Regions from separate parts of the Sus scrofa genome. Here regions 1, 3, 4 and 5 are each linked to region 2. The links are chromatin contacts, called in public Hi-C, HiChIP or PLAC-seq and promoter capture Hi-C maps. All regions are on one chromosome and are shown on one strand. The core of a region is the stretch at or near the end of the contact, and the rest is flanking DNA. Distances in the headings are between cores, read along the strand shown.

Region 1 (5,445 bases), core at 393-2,892, 160 kb before region 2:
TTTGATCCCTGGCCTTGTTCATTGGGTTAAGGATCTGAGCTTTGGTGTAGGTCACAGATGTGGCTCAGATCCCCCTACTGCTGTGGCTGTGGTGTAGGCTGGCAGCAGCAGGTCGGGTCAATCCCTAGCCTGAGAACTTCCATATGCTACAGGTGCAGCCCTAAAAGAAAAAAACCAACAACAACAACAACAAAAAAAAACCCCAAAAAACAAACAAAACCCCAAACCCCACTAAATTAAATGAACCACTTAGAAAAAGCACAAAGGGTGCCATAAGAAAATGATAAATATTTCTTTCTGGATTTGAAAAACTTTACTCGAAATGCCAATCCATTGTGGAGAAACACCAGATTAGGAGAGAGGGATTCCCATGGTGGCTCAGTGGAAATGAACCCAACTAGTATCCATGAGGATTCGGGTTCGATCCCCGGCCCCACTCAGAGGGTTAAGGATCGAGCATTGCCAAGAGCTGTGGTGTAGGTTGCAGATGAGGCTCAGACCTGGTGTGGCTGTGGCAGAGGCTGGCAGCTGCAGCTCTGATTCAACCCCTAGTCGTCAAACTTCTATAAGCCTGGTGTGTGGCTCGAATACAGAGAAAAAACAAACAAACAAACAAACAAACAAAAAGATTAGGAGCAAATAAGCAAAGCCAGGAGGCACACAAACTTCCTTGTCATGTCAATTAAGATGCTTCCATTCAGAAGTCTTCCCTAAGTACATCAGTTTACTCTGATTCCTTTCCTCTTTTATTTATTTAAATTTTTTTTTTTTTTTGTCTTTTTAGGGTCACCCCCGTGGCATATGGAAGTTCCCAGGCTAGGGATCAAATCTGAGCTGCAGCCATCAGTCTATGCCACAGCCACATCAGATTTGAGCCGTGTCTGTGACCTACACCACAGCTCACGGCAATGCCGGATCGTTGACCCAATGAGTGAGGCCAGGGATTGAACCTGCATCTTCATGGAAGCTAGTCCGATTCATTTCCTCTGAGCCACAATAAGAACTCCTAAAAATTTTATTTGGCTACACCCATGGCATGCAGAAGTTCCTGGGCCAGGGTTCGACCCAGAGTCATGGCAGTAACAATGTTGGATCTTTAACTGGCTGAGCCACCAGGGAACTCCCCCCTTTTCTCTTTTCAAATTCCTAGCAGAGTTAGTGAGCATTCATTGGGAACATCACTATACATTGCCCTTTTCCTGTGTTTCTATTTTTCTTTTTCTTTTTTTTTTGGCTGCACCCGCAGCATGCAGAAATTTTGGAGCCAGGGATCAAACTGGAGCCATAGCAATGACAATGCCAAATCCTTAACCGCTAGGCCACCAGCAACTCCCTCCCTATTTTTCTAAAATGATTTTAAACACACAGCTGGCACACAGTATCTTATATTTCTTTGTATTATCAACATCATTTAGAACAGGACCGTTTATAAAATACCACTTTCGTTTTTGTTAATCATGAAAAAATATTTCTGGTGAAAACTGGGCTGAGAATCAAGCTTTTTTCAAAAGCAAAATATTTTTTAGAGCCTCCCTCCAAGACTGACTACATTAAAACAGGAAATGCTGCTGGACTCCTAAAACCTAAGAGCTATAGTTAGCTATTTTTCAAAGAAGTTTGAGAAATCCGAGACTCTGCTGATTACCGTGCCCACAAAACTAAGTGAACTCCTGATTAGTCAACCAGCACAGGCTGGGAGGCATGTTCGAGTGCATATTTTTCATGAGCATGTTTCTTAACTTCATGAAATAAAAAAAAAAAAAAAATTATTATTACATATCAGTTTCCTCTTTTTTGGATACTGATTAACATCACAAAGATAATATACTTGAATTCCATTTGGGGTGTTTTTCTTTTCTTTTCTTTTTCCTTTTCTTTTCTTTTTAGGGCAGCACCCACAGCATATGGAAATTCCCAGGCTGTGCCACAGCCACAGGAACATTGATCCCCAACCCACTAAGAGGGGCCAGGGATCGAACCTGCATCCTCATGGGTACCAGTCAGATTTGTTTCCACTGTGCCACAATGGGAACTGCATGGAGGGTGTCGTGTTGCCTTCTGTGGTATAAAATGAAGACACCATCGCTGTCCCTTCAGCAAGAGAATACAGTACCCCTAGTAGCAGTGTCCCTTTGTTCCATACTCGGGATGTCTGAGATAAAACAAATATTCTTCCAGGCCTGGGTAGACATTCTTGTTATACTTGTCAAAGCTGGATTTACTTTAAGTGTTGTATTAAAAATTACAAATGTGGAAACTCTGGTAAGTATGAAAATGGAAGTACATAACATTAAGCATGAAAGCCCCCTTCTCTACTCCCCAGAGGTAACTACTGTTAAGTTTGATGCCTACATTGTGAAACTGTGAACTATATACATATAACCATTCACATACACACCCATATGGTTTTTAGTTAATCAGATATAATTATACTCTACATATTGTTTCTGCTGTTTTAATGGGGTTTATCTGTATATGCAGATCTATATAATTTTTATTTTATTTATTTTTTTTTGTCTTTTTGCCATTTCTTGGGCCGCTCCCGTGGCATATGCGATGTTTCCAGGCTAGGGGTCCAATCGGAGCTGTAGCCGCCGGCCTACGCCAGAGCCACAGCAACTCGGGATCCGAGCTGCGTCTGCGACCTACACCACAGCTCATGGCAACGCCGGATCGTTAACCCACTGAGCAAGGCCAGGGATCGAACCCGCAACCTCATGGTTCCTAGTCGGATTCGTTAACCACTGCGCCACAACGGGAACTCCCGATCTATATAATTTTTAAAAACATCTTTATTACATTTTTTGTTTAGCTATACCATGAATGATTTAAACCGGTTTCTTCCTGGTGGATATGGGACTGTTTCTTTTCTGCTTTTACCAACCATGCTGCAGTGAACATCCATTTACACATGTATTTGTGCATGTGCCAAAAACAGCCTAGAGAAGGGAGAATAACAGAATTCCATGATCAAGGGGAATGAGAACTTTCCATCTGAATAGGTATGGTCAAACGGCCTTCCAAATGGCTTGGCAAATTGAAACAACCATGCTGACAATGAATGTTACACCCACTTCCGTCCACTCCCGACAACACTGGATTTTATCAAACTTTGAAATTTGCTCAGCTGAGAAATGAAAAACACTATCTCATTATTTAAATTTGTATTTCTCTCTCTCTCTTTTTTTTTTTTTTTTTTTTTGCTTTTTAGGGCTGCACTCATGGCACATGGAAGTTCCCGGGCTAGGGATGGAATTGGAGCTGCAGTCGTCAGCCTAAGCCACAGCCACAGCAATGCCAGAATCGAGCCACGTCTGGGACCTACGCCACAGCTCGTGGCAATGCCGGATCCTTATCCTCCTGAGCGAGGCCAGGGATCGAACCCACATCTTTATGGATACCAGTCAGGTTTGTTACCACTGAGCCCACAACAGGCACTCCTAAATTTGTATCTTTCTGATCACCAAAGAAAGAAGCATATTTTTGTGTATCTTAAAAATCATTTACTTTTCATCATCTGTGAATCTCTCTTTACATCCTCAGGGAACTGTTAAAAGTTGTGGGTTTCTTTTATGTTAACTTTTCAGAGCTTTGCTAACATGGAGAGTGAACTGTGTATCTTACGTATCTTGTGATCTACGGGATTTAATTTTAGTACTGTCAAATCTGTCCATTTTTGGCTTCTGGTATTAACTCAGAATGGTATTTCTTAGCCAGAAAATTATTCCAACATCCTCCTTAAAATTTTTTTAGGAGTTTTATCCTTTAAGTTTAACCTACGTGGAACTTATTTTTGACATTGACCTGAGACAGAGACTTGACCTAATAATCTGCCAATATGGAGCCTTCGAGTCCGTCCTTACATGGAATCTAGCAAAGAGAAACCTAGTGCTCTTACAGCTTTCTCTTCTTCCTTTTTTTTTTTTTTTTCCTTTTTCTTTTCGTCTTTGTGGGGCCTCACCCGTGGCATATGGAGGTTCCCAGGCTAGGGGTCTAATTGGAGCTGTAGCCGCCGGCCTACACCACAGCCTCAGCCATGTCAGATCTGAGCCGCATCTACGACCTATACCGCAGCTCATGGCAATGCCGGATCCTTAACCCACTGATCGAGGCCGGGGATCGAACCCGTAACCTCATGGTTCCTAGTCAGATTCCTTCCCGCTGCGCCATGATGGGAACTCCTCTTCTTCCTTTTTAATTTTAAGCACAACCTACTACACAAACTCAAAACATATTTTACTTATGACAACACCCAAAGATGTGTACTTACACAGAATAAAAGTGATTTAAGAGTACAAAACATTTAATAAGATGCAGACTTCCTGACAGTCAGTGACACTCACCCATTCCCCTTTAACCTCCACCAGGAAAGCAAAGGTTTGAAAGCAAGGCAAAACACATGTTTAATGAAAGGTTTCATTCTCACAGTATATCCACACTCTATTTTTCTAGGGGGGGGCTGGTGCTTAACTAACCAGTTTGAGGCAAAGGACTCAGTATCATTAATAACAAGACTATGTTTCCAAAAAATAGCAACATTGACTCATTAAAATAGAGATCATCTGTAACATTTCCCCATCATAACATTTTGTAACCCTTTTCTCAAGAAGAGAACATTACTTATCTGCATCTTGGTGTGGCAACAAAATCCAGTTTCAAAAACGTTAGACTTTTTTTTTTTTTTTTTTTAAACGGTATGAAAAACAACTATGGCATGTGGTATTGTCTCTTCATAATGCTTAGATTGCCGCTACTGCATGGTATTTAGATAATTTAGAATTAATTGGCTTTAAAGGGCACAGAATTTCAAAGACCAGGCAGGAGGCACAGAGCAGCTTCAGGCCATGAGGAAAGAGACGACGGGAAGAAGCTGAGCACCCATGCCACCGTGGGTCACTATTCCCATACAGGGCAGTGTGTCTATGCTCCAGACAAACTGGCAGTTCTTTCTGTAAAGAATGAGTGAGGCAGGTGTCCAGACACTCAAAACTCTTGGCTGAATGAATGAAGGCAGGGGGATTATTGGAAGAGGGTTTCATTACTGTTAAGGAGATGCTGACTTTTAAAAAATTATGGACCATTGGCTGTGACTCTCTTATTTCCAATGCCTGAGAACTAGAGAAAAAGCTATCAGAAAACAAGGGGAGAGGAGACGGAGTTCTCTGAGGACCAAACCTACTGTTCTTTTTATATATTTTGGCCCATGAAAGGTCACACACTCTACACACAGATGCATAAATGCAAGGCGAATGCATGAGTGATTATAGTGACTGCACAGCACCCTTTTATATGTCAAAGAATGAGGTCCTAGCATGGGAAGCATGTTTGTCTCAATTCTTAACTTTCATAGTTTTTTTTAAAAAAAATTCTGAAACATCCCCATAAAAAAAAAAAAAGAAAGAAAGAAAAAGAAAACAAAACCAAGAGTAATGCAAAGTCAGACGA
Region 2 (5,777 bases), core at 3,108-5,607:
TGAAACTGGAAAACATATGAATTTTCTTTTTTTCTTTTTGCAAAGCAATTTTTATTGCATTCTGTTGGGTTTACCATAGCTTACAAAACGGCAAATTTTTTTCTTTTTTTTTTTTTTTTTGGTATGCCCGAGGCATGTGGAAGTTCCCATGCCAGGGACTGAACCCACACCACAGCAGGAACCCTAGCTACTGCAGTGACAGTGCCAGAACTAACTGCACCACAAGGGAACTCCACAAAATGGGTTTTGTTTTTTTTTTTTTTTTGGTCTTTTTAGGGCCACCCCAGAGGCGTTCAGAGGCTCCCAGGCTAGGGGGGCCTATGCCACAGCCACAGCAGTTCCAGATGCGAGCCAGGTCTGCGTCCTACACCACAGCTCATGGCAACGCCAGATCCTTAACCCACTGAGCAAGGCCAGGGATCGAACCCGCATCTTCATGGGTACTGGTCAGGTTCACACACTAATTCACCACTACACTGTGACTTAAATTTATGTTTTGAGTCTAGGCAAACATTTTTGAGCCGTCTTTCCAGCTTATCACCTTGAGTATTCTAGGCTTAGGGAAGGTCCTCTTCTTTCGGAGCCAAGCACACTTACAGAAATGACTGGGATATAGTACTTGTGGCTCCTACTTTATAAAATCAGTGACTACAAGGTGATAAGATTAATTTTACAAGTAAAGATTGAAAGACAGCCTCACTGCGATGTTACTCACTCATAAATACTTCATTGAGTTCCTCCAGGCACTACTGTAGGCACTAGAGGTACAATGAGGAAACAGTCTCTACCCTTCTGAAATGTACATTTTAGGTGGATGTCATATCTGAAGGTCATAGTTATTTTTTATTAGCAGCCTAAGGTATAAAAGCTATTCTGTCACCTGAAAAACTTGCTGTCCTCTCTAGGCGACAGTCTTAGGACATGCTCACTGGGAAGAGAGCACAATGCCACTGTTCCTCCAGTGTTTCTGGGCAAGAAAAATTCCTGGAGAACTTGCCGGAAATCAGTTTCCGGGAGTCTGATACTGAAATGAGGTGACAAAACCCTGTATTTTTAATAAGCATCTCAGTTAGTGCTGACATACGTGATCTGAGGTCCAGATTTCGAGAAACCCACCAGTAAGTGGAACCATTCAGAAGACCAGAAGAGAAAAGCTCTATGGCAGTGGAATGTGAACTGAATAACATACACCCAACTGTCCTGTATTAATTCCCTATAATTCACAAATCCAGCAAAATAAAGAGATGAGTAAGTGTAGAGGGATTTACCAGCACCTTCTCCTTAACCCCTTCCTAGGAGATTTGAGTTTATTTACCTCAATCTAGTTATTTGAGGAAAAGATGAACTTAAGCAGAGTTTTACTACCAACATTAGAGATAAGTATTAAAGAAAAAAAAAAAAGGAAATTGCTAGTCAATTGCAAAAAACAAAAAAAGCTAAGCAAGACAAACATTTCACAGAACTTGCTACCACTCATTTTATGCCCTATTTCACAATGCCTAGTATCTGAACAATCCACAGGGTTCCAAAGTACATCAAAAATTTGTTCATTTCCTCTCTTACTCAGGCAGAATAATAACAGAGTTTTGTGAAGGTACTATGTGCCTCAGCAATTTCAATAGATACATTTTTAAAGAAATGGCCTTTAAGAAAAATTCTATCAGAAATGCTTCTTATTGGAACTACTTACATGAGTTTTAAATAGTTTTTAAACCATCACTCCATTAGTGTCCTTATTTCTCAATTTAAGATTACTTAAAAGTTTCTGGGTTCTTTACAAATCTACTACAGAAGGAATTCAATATTTTTTAAACGGCTTTTTCTTCATAAACAAACATCAGAACAACATAAATGTTTCAAGTAAACTATTTAAAATTTTAAACAAAAACATAGTATTTTGTTCTCAGAGATAGGTAGCAATCCTGACTTTGAGGAGTGTTTAAGCTTCTGCATCGTAACTCACCTAATAATAAAGATATCCTGACAAATACATTCCTCCTATTTTAGAGGTTAAGAGTAGCCACTACACACACAAACCAGCTGGCCGGCTGGATCCACGGCCCGGGTTCCTGCCCTCAGATCCTGTCCACTACATAATCCATGAGATCGCTGAGCCTGGTCTTCATCCTTTCAAAGGGATTAGTAAAAACTGCCTCCCCGTTGACAGAATTGAGATTTTCCAGATGCATTTTTTGGTAAGGTATTTGTTTTTATTGCCTATACTATTTTGTCCTTGTTTTTATTATTTGTACGTTTTGACCATGCCAACGTTAAGAGAAGGATACCAGCAGATAGGCACAAAGAAACCCATCTGTCCGGAGTCTGCATATATTTAAAATTTCAGGCTGGTGCTGCCTTCAGAATAGCACTGATGATGGCAAAGTTCTAAAGGAAACTTTCATATTGAGTCTATCAAGAATCTCTACAGCCTTCAACTCAACAGAGAAGCCGCTAATTTATTTCTTCAAAAGCAAAGCCCTTAGTCTGAATCACAACAAAAGATGCCCATAGGAAATGTAATCTACGAAGTTGCTTTCTAATCCAAAGGCAAACAAGAAGTAAAGGAAGGCGCGACCCATTCCTCGTTGGTTTCCTTTTCCTGGGGATTCTGATTACATTTCCTCGTTCAAGCAAGAGCCCGCAATTGTGCCTTCGGTCCACACCATAAAACCGTGTCTGTGCGTAAAGAAGGGAAGGGCAAGCGGTAGACACCGGGGACGCGCTCCCACCGAAGGAGAGCAGCTTTCTGTTAAATACCATCAGAGTCGGCCCCGGCAGGAGGACTCAGGGCCAAACGGCATTGACTGCCCTTCACTGACAGGGATTTTGCAGGCACACGAAAGAGAGAAAGGGATGAGCCGGGGACTCGAGGCCGCGCGGGGGGAGAAGCGGGAGGCGCGATGCCGCTCCCCGCGAGCTCCGGATCCCAGGAGGCCGGCGGGGAGGCGAGGCTTGGCCGGTCCGCCACGCTCAGGCGGCCGAGGGCAGCGAGGTCAGCCCTAGAAGGACCGACCGCCTCATGTCCCCCGAGGGAAGGAGGAACCCCGCTCCGCCCGCCAAGGCTGTGGATGCCCATTCAACCCGAAGCGCGTCCCGCGGCCGCCACCCCCTCTATCCGCCGCGGAGCCCCCGCCTCCCAGAGACCGCCAGCCGGCCGCCCCACCGCCACCCCCGGGAGGATGGGAAGGACGAGGCTCAGGGGTGGCGAGCGCCGCGCCTTCAAGGCGCGCGGCAAAGGGTGAAGGGTGCCCGGAGGGACGCGCACTGGCCCGCGGGACGCGCGCCCCGGGCGGCCATCGCGCCGACCCCCGCGGCGACCCCCGCCCCCGCCGCCTCCCGGGTCCAGGCCGCCGAGGTCCAGCCTGCTCCTCACCTCATTTCCAGGCGGGTCCGCGCTGCCGCCCCACAGACAAATCAGTGCAGCTCACTCGCCGCGAGAAGGGACGCAGGAGCCGCAGCCCTGCACACCATCCCCGCCCGCCCGCCCGCCTCTCCGTGCGTCCCGGAGCCCCGCTCGGGATTCTCCCTTGCGAGCCGCCGTACTACGGAGCAACCAAGCTGCGCTCCCTCCCCTCTTCTCCGCTCTTTTCTACCTCCTTCGCTCCCTCCCTCGCTCCCTCGCTCCCGCCTATCTCCTCATCTCCCTCGGCTGCCTACCCCGCTCCCATCCACCCCTCCATCTCCTCCCACAGGTGGGTGGGGACAAAAGCGCTGCCAATCAAAAGAAAGGGCCCGCACCTCCTCTCCGCCCCTTACCTCTAGCCCCGCCCACAGGGGAGAACGCAATGAGAGGGAGCCAATAAAAATGGAAGAGGGCAGAGTAACAGCCTAGTAATCCAATGAGCAAGCTCAAAGAGGACGTGTGCAAGACTCTCCTCCTCCCCGCCCCCCTTCCAGAAGGCGTAACTAGAGGTTTCTGGTCTGGGATTTTCTTCAAGTGGTCGTGGAGATTTTGTTCCATAATTTCAGTGTGTTTGTCCTTGCCGTGGGAGGAAAGACACTAGTTAGCATGCATTCAACTAACGGAAGGTTTAAAGGAGAGAACAATGTGGTCGCAAAAGGGAGGCGGGACGTAGTCCAAGGAAGGTGATGGAGATACGGTTGGAATGAGGAAGGGTGTGGTCTTCAACTGAAATTTGCATAAAACTGAACCCTTCGGCAACTAGGACTTTACGCATTTATTGGCAGCCCCTGATGCCTCTCCTCAGAGCATGCCGGGAGATGTAGTTTCAAGTTTGGTTGCTATGGCGTTCTCTACAGCTTCCGAGAGTCGGAGAGTCTCCTAGAGTGACGAGCGGCCTGACCAATGGGAGCATCTCCTGGCCCATAGGGGGCGGGCTCTCCGCAGAAGGCCTTGAAGGTGGCGGTGGTGGAGGTGCAGGCCGTTGGGGCGTCTTGGAAGCAGGTGAGCGCGGAGAAACGGGTTGTGTGTCTTGGGAAACCGGGCTTTGGGCGAAAGATCCGAGAAGGCCCGTGGAACTGTCCAGCCCTGGGGCGGATGGTGGTTCACGTCGCGCACCAACCGCAGACCCTCCTGGGCCCCGGCCTAGCTTAGCTGAGGCCGCTGAGGGGCGGTTAAGACTTAATTTGACTGAGGATTTCCTGGTCCTTTCAGGTTTCGGTGGTAGATTTTATCTGTTTGCCGCTCCCTCCACATTTATGGAGGCAGAAGTCTGAAAGGTCTTTTCTACAGAATCTCCCAGGTTGGATTTTTCCCCCTCTTGCATCTTTTTGTTCTTACACTTTGAGTGTCTTTTTCTTGCTGCCTTACTTCTCGATCACCGCTTTCTCCTCCTTTACGTTTTTTGTGTTTGGGATATTTTTTTGGGGGGGGAGCAATTACTTAAAGCGAGTGTATTCGCATTTATATAACTGTAGGGCCAGATTTGCCCATCACATTGAAGCTAAAGAGAGTATTTGGGAGCAATGCGTGAGAATCACCTCAGTCTTAAAGGTCTGGGCGGGTCCTGAGAATCTGCATTTCTGACACGCTCGCAGGTGCTTCTAGTCCACGTTGTATGAGCAGCAACGTTCTGCATCAGCTCTGCTGAGTACAAATTTAATGGGAGCCACATTAAAAAAAAAAAAGAAAGAAAAGAAAAGAAAAACATGAAATTAACTTTAGTGTTTCATTTAACCCCGTATATCTAATACATTATCATTTCGACACATAATCAAATATTTTAAAATGGAGACGTGATACAGTCTCTCTTTTTTTCGTATTAAGTCTTTGAAGTCTGATGGGCATCTTACACTAACAGCACACCACAATTCTGACAATGCACAGTTCAAGGGCTCCTTAACCACTAGTAGCTTCTCTTACTGGACAGCACAGATCTAGATGATATAATAACCCACTGCAGAAATTAATAGGTGCTAATAAAGCTCAGGTTGCACCTGGTAGAACCCCTTACTGCTCTGTGAGATGGGCTTTGGAGCTACTTGACAATTTCTCTGCTCAATTTACAGAAATAAGAGCAAAAATAGCCGCCATTTATTGAACACTTATTTCATGCCAGGTATTGTATTGAGTGTTTTGCATGTGTTGTTTAAGCCTTCCAGTCACCCTTTGAGGTACCTGCTATAATTATACCTGTCTTACAGGTATGGAATCCAAGGCCCAGGAGGCTAGAATTATGTAGGCCAAGTCATACAGTGAAGAAGCAGGAAAGCCAGGATTCAGAGTAAATTCACTTATGACTTCTAATCCTATCCATCAACCACTGCAATGTATAATTATTCCCTTTAATCCCTAATTTCAACTCATTGATACCTTT
Region 3 (5,366 bases), core at 308-2,807, 130 kb before region 2:
CTTGCCAGTAAAAAAAGGAAAATGCCAACTTTAGAAATAAAACACCTACTGTGCAAACTGTTCTGCTGAACTTGTTTTAATTGGTCATTGAGTATCTGTTTTTCTGGAATAAGTCTCCCAAGCATTTGCTGAGACTCCTAGGAGAGAAAGAGAGGATAGCAATGAATGAGGGAGAAAATGACCTTATTTAGATCCAAAGTCCAGGCAGGCAGTTTTCTCATCCCTCAAAGACTCCTAATCAGAGGGTGTAGAGAAAAGGGAACCCTCTTCTTACACTGTTGGTGGGAATGTAAATTGGTACAACCACTATGGAGAACAGTATGGAGGTACCTTAGAAAACTAAATATACAACTACCATATGACCCAGCAATCCCACTCTTGGGCATATCTCCAGACAAACCTTTCCTTGAAAAAGACACATGCACCCGCATGTTCACCGCAGCATTATTCACAACAGCCAAGACATGGAAACAACCCAAACGTCCATCAACAGATGATTGGATTAGAAAGATGTGGTACACATAAACAATGGAATACTACTCAGCCATCAAAAAGAACAAAATAATGCCATTTGCAGCAACATGGATGGAACTAGAGACTCCCATACTAAGTGAAGTAAGTCAGAAAGAGAAAGACAAATACCGTATGATTTCACTTATATCTGGAATCTAATATACGGCACAAATAAATCTTTCCACAAAAAAGAAAATCATGGACTTGGAGAATAGACTTGTGGTTGCCAAGAGGGAGGGGGAGGGAGTGAGAGGGACTAGGAATTTGGGGTTAATAGATGCAGACTATTGCCTTTGGAATGGATAAGCAATGGGATCCTGCTGTATAGCACTGGGAACTATGTCCAGTCACTTGTGATGGAGCATGATAATGTGAGAAAAAAGAATATATACTTGTATGTGTGACTGGATCACCTTGCTGTGCAGTAGAAAATTGACAGAGGAGTTCCCGTCGTGGCTCAGTGGTTAATGAATCCGACTAGGAACCATGAGGTTGCGGGTTCTATCCCTGGCCTTGCTCAGTGGGTTAAGGATCCAGCGTTGCCGTGAGCTGTGGCGTAGGTTGCAGACGTGGCTCGGATCTGGTGTTGCTGTGGCTCTGGTGTAGGCCAGCAGCTACAGCTCCGATTCAACCCCTAGCCTGGGAATCTCCATATGCCGCGGGAGTGGCCCTAGAAATGGCAAAAAAGGCAAAAGAAAAAAAAAGAAAATTGACAGAACACTGTAGATCAGCTATAATGGAAAAAATAAAAACCATTATTAAAAACAAAAAAAGACTCCTAATCACATCCCAAATCCTCTATGGTGAAGCTGCATTTATTCACTGGTCAGGCAGGTTCTTGTTTTCCTGCCAAGGAATCAAATATTTGCCAAATGCTTTTCACTGAAATAAAGTTAAAACAGTTATAGCTCTCCTGATTTTTTTGTTGACTGACTGCCTATTTATAAGCTTTAAAAAATGTACCCAAAGTACAACTCAGCAGACAAGAGAATAATCTCCCAATTGCACTGGGATCAAATGCAAACGAGGTGACCTCAGTGTTTGTACAGTGACTCAGTAGTTTACACAGGAACTATTCTGTCCTGAACTTTGATCCTTAATGGGGTTGAACTGAGGATTAACATAAACCTGAAGCTGGAAACAGAAATCAAAAAAGAGATTTTTAATAATTAGGATCTCAGCTAGCTGTCTGGAGTTTTCATGGGTGACTTGACAAGCAACTGTATTTGCCTACATTCTGCTGAAATTATTCAATACAGTTTTTACACATTTTATGCAAAGGTCAGGTTTTCCAGCCTTTATTAGGGAACAGGTGACTTTTATTTTTACCTTAAGAAAAATATCTCTAAGCATTAACTTTTAGGTTGAAAAAATAGAAATGTCTTAATTAAAAACTTGGGGGGTTTCTGTTGTGGCTCAGCAGGTTAAGAACCTGACTGATGGGAGTTTCTGTCGTGGCTCAGCGGAAATGAATCCGATTAGTATCCATGAGGATGCAGGTTCGATCCCCAGCCTCACTCAGTGGGTGAAGGATCCAGAGTTACCAGGAACTGTGGTATAGGTTGCAGATACAGCTCAGATCTGGCGTTGCTGTGGCTGTGGTGCAGGCTGCCAGCTACAGCTCCAATTCAACGCCTAGCCTGGGAACTTCCACGTGCCTCAGGTGTGGCCCTAAAAAGACTAAAAAAAAGGAAACCAACTATTATCCATGAAGATACAGGTTTGATTGCTGGTCTTGCTCAGTGAGTTAAAGGATCTGGCATTGCTGAGAGCTGAGGTGTAAAGGTTACAGACCTGGCCTGGATCTAGCATTGCTGTGGGTGTGGGGTAGGCCAGCAGCTGAAGCTCCAATTCAACCCCTATCCTGGGAACTTTCATATGACACAGGTGCTTCTCCCCAAAGAAAACAAACAAACAAACAAATACCACCTTCCACGAGAGGCTAAGAACCAGTCCTCTCTGGAACCACCACCATGCGATACAGACTGGCTTGTGTGTAATAGATCTCTGCGTACTATATGGCTGAACAGCACAGAGACACAGCTCAGTGGGGAAGACGTGAAAGCATCTTCTCATATGAATAATCCACACAGACACATGTTAGCCCTTCCCATCCACCCAAATTTGGACAAAACAGAACATACAAATCAGATCATTTTCCCCAAAATGCATAACCAACTGAAATTCTCCTCTTATTCTATTTGCTGAATTAAGGCAAGATCCCTACCCAAACTTCAAAGTTTCTTTCCTAAACCAGGACAAACAATGAAGTATGCAGATGAAGCCTCAGGAGTTCCTGTCGTGACTCAGTGAAAACGAATCTGACTAGTATCCATGAGGATGCAGGTTCAATCCCTGGCCTTGCTCAGTGGGTTAAGGATCCAGCATTGCTGTAAGCTGTGGTACAGGCCACAGGTGTGGTTCAGACCTGGTGTGGCTGTGGCTGTGGTGTAGGCTGGTAGCTGTAGCTCTGATTAGACCCCTAGCCTGGGAACTTCCATATGCTGCAGGTGTGGCCCTTAAAAGCAAAAAAAAAAAAAAAAAAAAAGATGAAACCTGGCACAGATCACTGAGATTGTTTTATTTATATAAACATTACTTTTTTTTTTTTTTTAAATTTCTTGGGCCGCTCCTGCGGCATATGGGAGGTTCCCAGGCTAGGGGTCTAATTGGAACTGTAGCCGCCAGCCTACGCCAGAGCCACAGCAACGCGGGATCTGAGCCGAGTCTGTGACTTACACCACAGCTCACGGCAACGCCGGATCATTAACCCACTGAGCAAGGCCAGGGATCGAACCCTCAACCTCGTGGTTCCTAGTCAGATTCGTTAACCACTGCACCACAACGGGAACTCCCTATAAACATTACTTTTAAATGTACAACCTAAGTTTCTAAAATAGGTCAAAGCAATAGGAGAGTTACGTGACTCATATGCATAGCAAGAATCCGCTAATTCCTGAAAAGTATCTCCCTGCCTACTATGTACCTGGCTTTCTTCAAACCATATTATTATTTTTCACTTCACTCCTTTTTCAGGAATCTTGATTTACATTTTACTATCAATAACTGAACATAGCATCAATCTTAAATAATAAAAATATTATGTTTGGACATAATAGCATTTGATGAGGTAATAAATAAACACATGGCCTTCACTCCTCAATTTTCCAAGGGAATATTTTACGAAACTTCTTATAGTCAATGCAAGACACATAAAGATGAGTGTGAATCATATAGAAGAATATACTTTTAAAAGGTGCATGCATCCTTAAGTATTTCCAAACAATCTCAAGCAGTGAACTTCTGATACTTAAACATTATATGTCCTATCCTAATATCTTAAATTGATTAGGACCGCAATGATAATCAGTAGGGACAAAGAAGACATGAACAACACCATGAATTAACTTGATCCACTGACATTTTGGGGATACTCTACCCAATTTCAACAGAGTTCACATTATTAAAGTGCATATGGAATATTCAACTGAGACAGATCACATGAGGAGCCATAAGTCTCAATAAACTTAAAAGGATTAAAAAGGATGAATATCACATAGAGTATGTTCAAAGATCATACCATAAATAAATCAAAAGTCAATAAGACAACTGGAAAAAAAATCCACGTGTTTGGAAGCCAAATAGCATAATTCTGAATTACTCATCAAATAAATGACAAAAGGCAATCAAAAAAAGCTTTTGAACTGATTGACTATAAAAATACAACATATTAAAATGTGTATCATATGGTTATGGCAATGCTTAGAAGGAAATTTATAGCTTAAAATGTTTATATATTATTGAATTTGGAACTTCATTTCTGATAATCTAAGCTTCCTCCTTATGAGGCTAGAAAAAAAAATCAAATTAAACTCAAGTAGATGGACGGAAATAATAAGAAGCCTAAGTAAATGAAATATGAAGAAAAAAAATCAATAAAACCAAAAGCTTACTTAAAATACAAAACCAATAAGCTCCCAGCTAGACTGATGAAAAGAAGGAGAAGGAAGGGAAGGGAGAGGAAGGAAAGAAGGAAGAAGGAGAGGAGGAGTTGGAATGGGAGAGAAAAGATACACATTCCCAGCCTCAGGAATGAAAAAGGTAACATCACTACAGATACTACAGACTTGAAATGGACAAATTCATTGAAAGACACAAATTATCCATATAGACTAAAGAAGAAACAGAAAACTGGAATAGCCTTGTGTCTGTTGAATAAATTTTGCAATTAAAAGTCCCACCAAAAAGAAAGCTCCAAGCGCAAAAGGCTTCACTAGTAAATGCCACCAAAAATTTAAGAAGAAACACAGTCACCCTCAGTATCTAAGGGGGACTGGTCCCAGGATCCCCTCAATAGCAAAATCCGAGGGTGTTCAAGTCCCTTACATAAAATGGTGTAGTACATTCAGCCCTCCAAATCCTAGGGTTGGTTACATGTGTACATGCCAACCAAGTGTACTGACTTGGAACTTGAAACTATTCCAGGAGGTGAGAGAAAGTTTATAGAAATATATAGGATTTTAAGAGAGAAGCTGATGAGGTTAGCTAAGGAGGCAATGCAGTGTTAAGGTTGGAAGTCTTGAAGTCAGGCAGGCCCAGGGTGAAATTTGGATTCTTGTCCCCTTTAGAAATCGAATGCTAGAAACTGAGTCTAGAATGTTCCCTTCACTTTCTCACCTATAACACAAGAGCAATAGTAGTGCCCTTACCAGATCATTGTGGGACTCTATTAAATAGTCACATTAAGGGCTTAGGTACTGAGCAGACCTGGCACATGCCAGGCCTTCAATAAATGGCAACTACCACTAAAATCAGACCATCATATCCAGAATCCATCAGCCTAGGATTCTGGA
Region 4 (5,491 bases), core at 1,744-4,243, 250 kb before region 2:
CAAACACCAAAGAGATGTTCTGAATCTACCCAGAAAGAGAACTGCTAAGGGTGACCGGGAGGTCAAGGGGTGGCCTCCCTCCCATGTTCGGAACTCTCTAGAAGGATGGTTGGGTCCACCCCAGAGTCCTGACTGACCCGCCAGAACCCACAGAAGCTTCTGGGCACATCATATGGATCTGATGGGAAACAGGCTCTCAATCCTCCAGTCTTTCCTGAACTTACCACCCTCCTGAATATGTAACCTGTTTAATGAAACACCGGGGTCTCCTTCAAGGTCATGGCTAGAGGATACTTATCATTTTATCACCACACCACCCATTTCATTTAAATGTATCACATTCTATGCCCCCCCAAAATGACTTCTTTGATTTCCTAACATATGCCACTCAGATTTTCTTTTTCATATAAGAAATTTAGTTGGGTCAAACCCAAGTAATCTGATTAAGTATTTTCCTACTCCTGGCATAGGTTTTTAAATTTTCTTTTCTATAGTTTTATGCACTTAAATTAGATTCCTAAAATACTCTCATATACATACAGAAAAATAATCTCTCAATGACGTCACAGTTTACAATAACAAGTTAAATATTTATAACTACAGAATCTGTTAGTTTATGCAACATTTAACATCATAACCTCTTACACACCATATGTACATTGAGTCATGGACATTCCCATAAACATACAGCAGGGATTTCTGGACAAACCATCTACAGAGCATAACTTTTTCACTTTATGTAGTGGAATTCTGCACTATTCTTAGCTGGAAACTGTAGAAAATGCAGAAAACCAGAAGCTGAGAACTGATTATCATACATAGGATGTTTTCGCCGCAGATTCTCATCTGTATACATGTATTTACACATTATGTTGACCGCCTACTTCTGTGAGGATAAGAAAGCTGATTTAGCTAAGGCAATAGGACATGAATGATGTGGCCGCCAACTTCTCCATCCAGGTAGGCTCTGAAGAAGGGGAGCAGAAGGGTACAGACCTTGCTGGGCTTCAGCAGACAAGATTTGAGGTTGGTTTTATGGTTCAAAGACACTTGGGCTCTTGGCAATGTATGTCCTAAATGCATGTGTTAAAATAAGTACTATTACCAAAGATCTTGCTAGAATATCTACTTTCCATATTGTGACTCCTTAGCAGATGATATCTGAAGGGCGTTGATTTGTAAAACGTAAGTCAAAAGATTCATTCAGGAAAACAAACACTGACACAATATTAATTCAACGCCTCTAGAAAATGCTTTCTGAAAGTTCAGTAGTTTGCGTGATTGCCTTACCCGTAGAAACAAGGCTAGGGTTTGCCATCTCAGTCAAAGTGACACTGTCAAATCCACAGGAGATGAATTTGACATTTCTGTTCCACTGCCTGAATGTTTTTACCTCGTAAACTTTATAATCCCAGACTGAATCTAGAAACATAGATGGGATTATTGCTCTGTGTGCATAGACGTGAAATTGACTAGCAAAGACCGAGCAGAATTGCAAAGGTTTGGGAGGGTCCAGCCAAGGTCTAGGAAATGCTACCGAAAGAAAGCAACTGCAAGTGCACGGCAGGAGGGGCAACTCCAAGGTCAGCTGCCCCACCCCACCCCACCCCCGCCACGCCCCACGGCCCGTGGTAGTGGGATCTTTCCTCTCTCCTCACATCCCCCTGCTCCAAAGCCACGGATATCCTACGGGGAGAACCCAGCTGGGAAGCCTCTGCCTCCCAGAAGCAGGAGCCCTCCTGCCACCTGGGCGCCAAGGCAGCGGCAGGGAGGCAGCCGGCGGTCCCCTTTCGAGGGATCGGAGATGGAGAAACGGCGTCCAACCCGGCTCCCGGGGAAGGAGCACTGAGCACCGCTCCACCCGCGCTCCATTACCTAGTAAATTACGGGGAAAAGCCTCCCTGTCCTAGCAGCTCAGAGAAGAAAAGCCCCCAGTGGATGACTAATGACCAAAAGGAAGGGTTTGATTTCAAGTCATTGGGTGAAACGGTCAAGGCCCGCGGGCCCCTCTGCAGCACGCCCTGGCCACGCATCTGTCAACGAGGGGTTTGGGCCCCCTACCCTCTGACGGGTCCAGACCGTTGGCGCTTTAACAAGCACACATTTTGAAAAATTCATCGGCCCACCTCTCTGCACCCTGCCAGGGAGACTTTACAAAGGAAGAAGCAAAAGATGAAGCCCCATCTGCCTAGAACACCAACTAAAAACACAATGTGACCAAGGCGGGGTTCACGGGCATCTGACCTGCGCAGTCACACGCGGGACCCAGTGCTTACGAGGGCCGGTTCCTGGTCTAATCCTCTGCCGTCATCACCTCGAAAGTCTTCATAATTTTGAACACGGGACTCACATTTTCACTTTGCACTCAGCCCGCAAATTATGTAGCGTGTCATGAGTGTGAACTCCGGGAGGGTCAGATCTATCTGCTTTCATGGTCAATCCAAATATCCACTCACGGCCACCACCCCCCCACCCCCGCCCACACACACACCCCATGCAATGATCTGCATCCCCCGAACAGTTCCTTTACATCTGAAATTCCACAGGTGACAGTCTCCAGGTAGACTCTCTTATCCAAACCAAGCAGAGGGGACCTGACTTCTAGAACCCTTGTTGGGGAGGGGGCGCCTCCTCCAGTGAACTCACCCTGGGTGGGCCCAGCAGTAGCAGGACACCTCCACCTCACGGCGGAGGCCCCCAAATCTCTGGGGCCTTCACCAAAGCAGATGCAGAAAAGACAGGAAGGCTAAGGACCACTGGGGGCTCCAAGCTCAGCAGCAGAGAAAGGCAAAGTGTCACCATGTATCCCAGGAGAGGTGTGTTCGAGTTCCGCGTCCATCGCTAACTTTCTTTCCCCTCCTGCCTTCTTTCTCAGATTCCCCAAGTCCTTGATTTACACAAGAGCAATGCCCCAGAGCTGCAGTAGGTGGAGCCAGCGCCCTGGGATCGGCCCTTGGAACCGGCAAGTTTCCAGCAGGGACATCGCCCCCTAGCGGTGAGCGTGGGTAGAACGGCAGCTCCCCGCTCTTAACCAGGCACTGCAAAGCCGCCACCCCCTTTCTCTGATTCCTGCATCACCCTCTTGGCCCCAGGCCCCCATTCTGTTTAGAGAAGCAGGAGGAAATAAGGGGTTTGAGTAGGAGAGGAAAAATGCAAAGGAAGAAAGTTTTAGAAACACAACCTCACAGGCATGTTATTCTTTTAAATGAAAAAAAGTACAAACCAGAGTTTCTGGAAGAAAAATATGCATTCTTTCCACTGCATAAAAAGAAACCCTGGTTACTGGGTAATTCTCAGCAGATATCTGAGAAACACTCATTTATTTTTCTCAAGGCTGACCACATAAGCCCACTTCTGAGCAGGTTTATTTGGTGGGCTTTGAATCCTAAAATATTCACCCTCCTCAGATGATTTTAACAAGATAGGCTGGTATAGAAAGTAGAACAAAATCCTATTAAAAACAACTCACAAAACACCCTGACATCCAGGAGGGGCAGCTTTACCCTGAAATATGACAACCACACATAGTGTTGAAAAAAAAAATGTACTATGTGGGTGTTATCTGGTTCCCAAAGTTCAGATGAAAGAAGGTTCCTTTTAGTGGACGAAGTGATTGAATCTGCATGTCACTGAAATAATTATTTGGAAGTGGAGATGAATTTTTACAAGCATTGGGTGCTGTTCAAATGCCTTAAAGTTAGATCTACAATTAGGCTGTGAAAGCCACAAAGGCAGGCCCCCTCCTTACCACGTGGGAGGGTGGTCTGGCCCAGGATAGGGACTCCCTGAATGAACTTGACTGAGAGCTCACAACCCAGAGATAAGACTTTGCAACTGTTGGCCTCTGGGTTTTAATGCTCCCCAGGTAAAGAGCTGTTAGAGGTTTTCTCGCCTTCATCTGGAATGCGTTTTCCATGTTTCTCAGGAATAGATTTTGGCTGCGAAAGAGAGCAGGTTACATAGCTTAGCTGAGCCTGATGACCTACAAACATATCCTGCATCTAACAATAAGCAGGGTGAGGAGACAGGAGATCTAGAATGTTCCTTTCCTCTAGCTCAAATAAACGGCTGCTTTCCAAGTGCGGTAAATATCCACACTGTACTGACACCATACAAAGTGGCCCCTATAAAACATGGCTCGGGGCACTGCAGGGTGAGTCTTGGCAGCTGACCTGTGCCATTCCCGGCATCCTGGAGAAGCCCCGGAGGGCACTGCCGCACCCCTCGGTACAGAGAGAAGGGAGTATTTGTTTACCAAATACCTCTTAGGGGAATTCCTGTTGTGGCTCATCAGGTTAGGAATCCAGCTAGTATCCATGAGGATGTGGGTTTGATCCCTGGCCTCGCTCAATGGGTTAAGGATCCAGCATTACGGTGAGCTATGGTGCAGGTCGTAGATGTGGCTCGGATCCTGTGTTGCTGTGGCTGTGACGGCTACAGCTCCCGTTTGACCCCTAGCCAGGGAACTTCCATATGCTGCAGGTGCAGCACACACACACCCCCAAAAAAAGGGAGGGGCAAAGAAAAAAAAAAAAAAAACCTCTTAAGATAGCTCAGACCACAGCATCTGAGGGCTTCAGCACATCACCAGTTTCTGCTACCAGTTCTGCTTCTGCCTGAATTAAAGTCCTAATGCTAAAAGCCAAGGAAGGAGAGCCAGCCTTGTCTGTTTTCATCGCCTCACTTTCCAGCCTAGAAGGTTCTAAATTTATAAGGCAAGTGCATCTGGAGTAGGCAGACCCAACGTTAACCTCACATGACCCTCGAGTCTGAAATGCCACCGTCAAGCAGGCACGTGTCCCTGTCACAGTGCCCATGTCTGCTGTGAAGCTCATCTCCAGCCCCAAAGAGAAGGGAGAATACAATGAACTGAAATAAAATGAAAACCTACTTGCTGTTCCCCACGGAAATTCTTAAAATCCTTACAGACACAAAACAAATATTCTTCTTGTGAATCAGAAAAGCCCAACCAACTAGGGGGAAAAAAACGGAGGAGAGATAGAGAAGTCTTTTTCTGCTCATACTGAGCACTGGCAAACTGTCAACTAGATTCCAAAGCCTCCTTTCAAATAAAACCGGAAGCACTTCATTCATGCCTCTTTGCTCTCCAGCCCCTTTGGATCCGAGAATGTCCCTGCTCGGTCAGTGGCTTTATGCTTGCACCAGGCAACCCCTAGAGAGACAGAAGTTTGGGGCACCGGGTCAAAAAGACAATGCAAATGGCCAATTTGTCCATTTTCTGATGGGATTTTTTTTTTTTCCTCAACTAAATTCAGTGCTACTCAACCAGGTAAGACCAGGTACTTTCATAGACTTAGGTCATGCTTAAGTTGTTCAAAGAGCAAAGAAGAAAAAAATGCCCCCTTGAACACAAATGTCCTATGGGAGCACTGCTTTCTCCTCTGCCATCAGAGATCAAGGGGGACTACATGAAGTCAACCTGGGAAGCCTGGCCCCAGTCTCTCAAGCAACCCTGGAGAGCCCAGCCCAG
Region 5 (5,187 bases), core at 381-2,880, 160 kb after region 2:
CTGTTATTTTGTAGTTGTTTCCCCCTGCTTCTTGCAGCCAACCTCATTCTAATATAACACTCAAAAAAGAAGTAATATTTTATTTATTTATTTATATTTTTCTTTTTACAGTTGCACCTGCAGCATATGGAAGTTCCAGGGCTAGGGGTCAAATTGGAGCTGCAGCTGTGGCATGGCTGGATCCCTAACCCACCACGCGAGGCCAGGGATTGAACCCACATCCTCACAGACACTATGTTGGGTTCTTAACCTGCTGAGCCACAATGGGAACTGCCCCCAAAAAGTAAGATTTTAAAAAGTCAACTTTTATAGATCAGTAATCTAACTAGTTTTAAGGTTGCAAATGTTTCAAAAGTAATTTATTTAACAAATAATTACTGAGCATCTAGATCCTAGCATATGTGTCAGGATGATGGGTAATATAACTACAAATGTATTATTTGCCAAATGACAGAATATAAAAGATAGAAAAATAACATCCATGAAAATGAGAACTGAGAGATAGTGGAAAAATAAAAAGCAGAGGTTGTTTCTCTTACATGTATAAGATTTATAGGAGTAACAGGAATATAAGAGAGTGGCATTTTGTGACAACTTGGAACACAAAACCTTTTATTTCATTATATTTCAGGGGAAAACATTTTTAGAATCCCATTGAAAATACCTGGACTTTTACACAATGTCTTTTCCCCAAATAACTAATTACACTTTATATTCTGTAGGAAATTCAGACCAGGCTTTCAAAGGCTATTGAAGTTACACTGAAAATTCAAGATGTATCCTCTTTAAAGGAGACAGTAGGAAGATACTGGACCACGAGAAAGCAAAAATCTGGTAGATAGCCAGGAAAACATAAGAACAGAATTAAGACTAGTTAGTTGTAGGGAATTCCCCGTTGTGGCTCAGCGGGTTAAGAATCCAACTAGTGTCCATGAGGACGCGGGTTTGATCCGCTCAGCGTGTTAAGGATCTGGCTTGGCTGCAAGCTGTGGGTAGGTCACAGATGCAGCTCGGATCTCGTGTTGCTGTGGCTGGGGACCAGGAACATCCATAAGCCATGGGTGCGGCCCTAGTAAGAAAATAGAAAAACCAAAAAAAAAAAAAAAAAAAAAAAAAAAGCAAAAAATAAAAGGCGTAGTTGTACTGTACCGGTAACTTCGGGTTGCTGTACTAGTTGGTAGCCTTGGACCAGAAATCTCACCTTTCTAGGCCTCCATTTCTGAGCGTTAGGGATTGGAAAAGGTCACTTCTAGAGACCCCCCGTTTCTGAGAACCTCCTGGAGTACACGCCCTACCCTGGGCTGCTCTCGGTCAAAGCCGCTTAACCCAGGGGCAAAGACAACCTCCGCTCTCTAGGTCTTGGGCTCCTCCCACACGTGTGATTTCACCGATGCTGCACTTGAAGTCCTTGAGCGGAAACGCAGCACTGATGCCGCCCAGAAAACAACAGAGGGGTCAGGTCAGCGCTGCCGCGAATCACAAGGCGCAGAGTCCAGCCAGCAGCTCCCAGGGGGCCGCAGAACGACCGCCCTCACCCCGCCCCTTGGCTGCCTCGCCCCGCCCCTAGATCCTTGCCCCGCCTCCGGCCGGCCACTTGCTGCACGCCGATTGGTTGCTTCCCTGCGCACGGCGCCGCGCCCCGCCCCACCGGCGCCCTCGCCTCACGCCCGCCGCCCGCTCCCGGCTCCCGGGGGCTGAAGTGGAGCGGAGGACGCGGGCTAGACAGCTGCACGGCAGCTTCCTCCTCTGCGCGCGCGCCTCGCGTTGGCGTGGGCGTGGGGGAAGCCGGGTGAGTGCGGGCAGTCAGTTTCGGGGCGTGCTGGGGGCTAGCGCCCACCGCCTGCTCTTGGAGAGGCGTCCTCAGCCGGCCCGGCCTGCGAGGGACGACAGCGCCCGGCCTTTCCCGTGCGCGGTGCGCGGCGTCGCGGGGCGGAGCGGGTTCGCGGAGCATACGGGCGGCCTGCGGGGCGGGGGCCTCCGCCGCTCCCTGCTCACCAGCCCATGTCTTCTTGGGCGCCCGGGGAGCGCGTTCGGCCGGGGCAGGCAGCTACGCCGCGTTATCTCGCCGTCGACTTGCTTCCCTGGAGGATCTGCACAGGTTTCCATCCCGAACCTGTCAGCTTCACCGCGGTGCCCGGCGCAGGGGAGAGACGTGCGGCCCGCACTCGGCGTCTGGGGGCCTTTCGAGGACTTGCTCACCCCTCCCGTTTGGTCTCAGCCTCTGCTGGCGATGTTGTTAAGTGTTTGGTGGACTTTTCCGACTCGCTCCTTAGGAGAGTAGGGACAGAGGTGGAAAGAGGGAATAGAGGAGGGTCAACATTCTTTCCAGGATTAATCATAAAGTGTTGAGTGTCCTTTTAGATGAGGAGCGTAGCCCAGGTAGCAATGGTAGTTGTGCTGGGGAAGACGCTTGGTTTTTAACCAATAAATTGGCTTCCGAGTTCATCACTGGAAGGTGCTTAATCGGAAAGGTAAATATATAACCTTTTAAAGCCAAAGCAGTAATGAGATTGTCCTCGCTCGCTCCCTGCTGCTAGCGCTGTGCATGCGTGTGTGTGTGTGTGTGTGTGTGTGTGTGTGTGTTGGGGAGAGTCAAGCTCCGATTGGAGTGAATGTGTAACCAGCGTTATACCTCTCAAAGACATTAATTTCTCTTTTCGGAGTGTCCCACCTCTTCGCGCCAACTCTTCACCGACTTGCACTTTATATAAATCCCCTTTCTTAACATTTCCCAAGCCTCCTACTCCCAGGCTTGTCACGCTTCTTTTACATCATCTTCGGTCAGGGTCAGTTGTCTTCTCTTCTGTCATACTGTTCAGACGTAGAACAGACGTTAGGCATTTTTTACCGGTAATAGTGTGGCAGGCCTCCTCGTTCTTAAAATGAAAACAAGACGTTCTCTTGAATAATGATGCGGCAGGAAAAAGCTGGTGTAATGAGAGCCGGGGAAGGATGTCGTGTTTCTCTTCCGGAGACACGCCCTCCCCACCCCCCATCCTTCTCTGCCCGCTAGGATCACAGCAGCCTTAACTGGCTGATTATTTCCGAATTCATTTTCTGGAGTCTAAGGTAAAGAATTTATCTTATTATTTTATCCTTATCGGCTCCTTTTAAGTGATTACAATATATTCAGGTTGTAAACATTTTAAAAATATTACAGAGGAACATCAAGTAAAAAATTCAGAGTGCGCAGAAGAGTATCAAGAAAAAAGTTAGACTTCCTTGATTTTGGACGTTGCATACTTTACATCCTCAATTCCAGTCCCTAGGAGGGGATTGTGCCATAATACTGTTGGGCAACTACTTTAATATAAAGATACATTAGCTTAAAAAAAAATTAAAGATACATTAACTTAGTACATGCTGACCTATCTCATTTTTGGATGTACTGTTTGGATGTACTCTTTAATTTTTTTTTTTTTTTTGGCCATGCCTGCCGCAGGTGGAAGTTACCAGGCCAGGGTTGGAACCTGCACCACAGCTGTGATCTGAGCCACAGCAGTGACAGCCATGGATCCTTAACCTGCTGTGCCACCAGGGAACTCTGGAAATACTCAAATTTTCTCGATCCCTTAATGATGATCATTTTGGTTGTTTCTGGGTTTTCACCATTATGGATGAAAATCCTTTTGGCATTGTAGGATAAGTTTCAGGTAGGTGGTTTAAACAGATAATTGTATTTTAAAGTATAATTTTAGTGCTCTTTTCACTTCTTATAACTGATAGGATTTTATAATTTAATGCCTTATTATTTTGTTCCTTTTTGGCTGCACCTGTGGCATGCAGAAGTTCCCTGGCCAAGGACTGAACCCCAGCCACAGTAGTGACAAAATCGGAAAGGATTTTATCATTTAAAGGCAGTAGCTAATTTGTTTGATTCATATGCATTTTTAGAATCTGTTTGTCTCTTTGCATTTAGAGACTGGATCACAAAATATTTGAGGACCAGGTTAAATAATGGTGGATTTATTCACCTTGTTAGCACTTAGTGGTGTTGACTTTAAGGCTGTATTGACTCATTCGACTGGCCTGGCAGGAATGGGTAGAGAGGGCCTTCAGGAAGAGAAAATATGAAGAGGCATATGTTGTGTAATACCTTCCTGTGGTAACCCCCTTGGATATTCAGCAGTAGCATAAATTCTTGTTCTCTTTTCCAGTAAGTTTCTGTTGTTACAAATGTATCTCAGGTACCCAAAAAACCCGTGAGCAGAACATATATAAATATATACTTTAAGCAATACTCTTGCAGGGATCAGTATTTTATCCATAAGCAAATGAAATCAAATGTTAACATCTTTCTCCTAGAGGTAGCCTGTATCCTGATTTTTTTGCTTTTTAAAAGAAACTTTACAGGAATTCCCTTCGTGGTTTAGTGGTTAACAAACCCGACTAGTATCCATGAGGACATGGGTTCCATCCCTGGGCTTGCTCAGTGGGTTGGGGATCCAGTGTTTCCCTAAGCTGTGGTGTAAGTCTCAGACGAGGCTCGGATCCTGCATTACTGTGGCTGTGGCATAGGCCAGCAGCTATAGCGCCGATTTGACCCCCTAGCCTGGGAACCTCTATGTGCTGTAGGTACGGCCCTAAAATAAAATAAGCTTTCCACCCAAGTACATAAATATACACATATACATATATTTGCATGTAATATTTATATATATCTTAAACAGTATATTTGGTTTTGAGTGAATAGAGTTAAAAATAGAATTCTCATACAAATACTAAGCATATTTCAGAGTTTTATTTTACCGTTATTGAGAGTGCCACAAATAACTGGTTTTTTTGTTTGTTTGTTTGTTTGTTTTTTGATTTACGAAATAGATGTTTATGGAGTTCAGTTGTGGTTCAGCAAGTTCCAAACCCAGCTAGTATCCATGAGGATGTGGGTTCAATCCCTGGCCTCCCTCAGTGGGTTAAGGATCTGGCATTCCTATGAGCTGTGGTCTAGGTTGCAGATGTGGCTATGGTGTGGTGTAGGCTGGCAGCTGCAGCTCTGGTTTGACCCCTAGTCTGGGAATTTCCATATGCCACAGATGTGGCCCTAAAAAGTGGGGAAAAAAGGAAAGAAATAGATATTTCTATATTCCATGGGGAAAGGAATATCTCAACAAAATTGCTGAGTTAGATGTAATTGCTTAATGTTCCAGAGGGCAACAGAATCATACCTTTGGGATTAATCTTTGCTAC

What was found. Promoter capture Hi-C pulls out the DNA fragments that hold promoters and counts their contacts. Hi-C and Micro-C count contacts between places; a contact is called where the count stands out from the background. HiChIP or PLAC-seq counts read pairs in DNA pulled down with a chosen protein or histone mark.
Region 1: a contact with region 2 is called in an H3K27ac HiChIP or PLAC-seq map of alveolar macrophages. The contact joins the enhancer-like site here to the promoter of CRYZL1 in region 2. A contact is called at or near these places in 1 of 5 promoter capture datasets (fetal liver), 3 of 47 Hi-C or Micro-C datasets (embryonic fibroblasts, heart right ventricle and subcutaneous adipose tissue) and 2 of 2 datasets of contacts at active chromatin or transcription factors (alveolar macrophages and skeletal muscle).
Region 3: a Hi-C map of liver shows a contact between it and region 2, with 13 times the contacts expected there. The contact joins the enhancer-like site here to the promoter of CRYZL1 in region 2. A contact is called at or near these places in 2 of 5 promoter capture datasets (fetal liver and liver), 4 of 47 Hi-C or Micro-C datasets (embryonic fibroblasts and liver) and 1 of 2 datasets of contacts at active chromatin or transcription factors (alveolar macrophages).
Region 4: a contact with region 2 is called in a Hi-C map of embryonic fibroblasts, with 3 times the contacts expected there. The contact joins the enhancer-like site here to the promoter of CRYZL1 in region 2. A contact is called at or near these places in 3 of 5 promoter capture datasets (fetal liver, fetal skeletal muscle and liver), 9 of 47 Hi-C or Micro-C datasets (brain, embryonic fibroblasts, epiblast stem cells and 6 more) and 1 of 2 datasets of contacts at active chromatin or transcription factors (skeletal muscle).
Region 5: a promoter capture Hi-C map of liver shows a contact between it and region 2, with 2.6 times the contacts expected there. The contact joins the promoter of TMEM50B here to the promoter of CRYZL1 in region 2. A contact is called at or near these places in 2 of 5 promoter capture datasets (fetal liver and liver), 1 of 47 Hi-C or Micro-C datasets (skeletal muscle) and 1 of 2 datasets of contacts at active chromatin or transcription factors (alveolar macrophages).

Annotation. Positions count from the first base shown.
Region 1 is chr13:197,405,173-197,410,617 of Sscrofa11.1, reverse strand. ITSN1 (intersectin-1) reads right to left here. Exons shown (of 42, transcript XM_021070946.1): 20 at 4,344-4,358. Among named protein-coding and RNA genes, the nearest start is that of ITSN1, 110 kb to the right of the region's middle. Within about 2 kb of position 1,642, at least 14 of the 83 cell types and tissues checked have an H3K27ac peak or open chromatin away from gene starts, as enhancers often do. A contact at or near this core is called in alveolar macrophages, embryonic fibroblasts and subcutaneous adipose tissue, where this site is marked.
Region 2 is chr13:197,246,965-197,252,741 of Sscrofa11.1, reverse strand. CRYZL1 (crystallin zeta like 1) reads left to right here and starts at 4,357. Exons shown (of 13, transcript NM_001098596.1): 1 at 4,357-4,405.
Region 3 is chr13:197,375,897-197,381,262 of Sscrofa11.1, reverse strand. It overlaps ITSN1 (intersectin-1), which reads right to left. Exons shown (of 42, transcript XM_021070946.1): 15 at 50-137. Among named protein-coding and RNA genes, the nearest start is that of ITSN1, 77 kb to the right of the region's middle. Within about 2 kb of position 1,557, at least 14 of the 83 cell types and tissues checked have an H3K27ac peak or open chromatin away from gene starts, as enhancers often do. A contact at or near this core is called in fetal liver and liver, where this site is marked.
Region 4 is chr13:197,491,588-197,497,078 of Sscrofa11.1, reverse strand. It overlaps ITSN1 (intersectin-1), which reads right to left. Exons shown (of 42, transcript XM_021070946.1): 42 at 4,542-5,491. Among named protein-coding and RNA genes, the nearest start is that of ATP5O, 25 kb to the left of the region's middle. Within about 2 kb of position 2,993, at least 5 of the 83 cell types and tissues checked have an H3K27ac peak or open chromatin away from gene starts, as enhancers often do. A contact at or near this core is called in embryonic fibroblasts and omental adipose tissue, where this site is marked.
Region 5 is chr13:197,089,751-197,094,937 of Sscrofa11.1, reverse strand. TMEM50B (transmembrane protein 50B) reads left to right here and starts at 1,630. Exons shown (of 7, transcript XM_021070935.1): 1 at 1,630-1,789.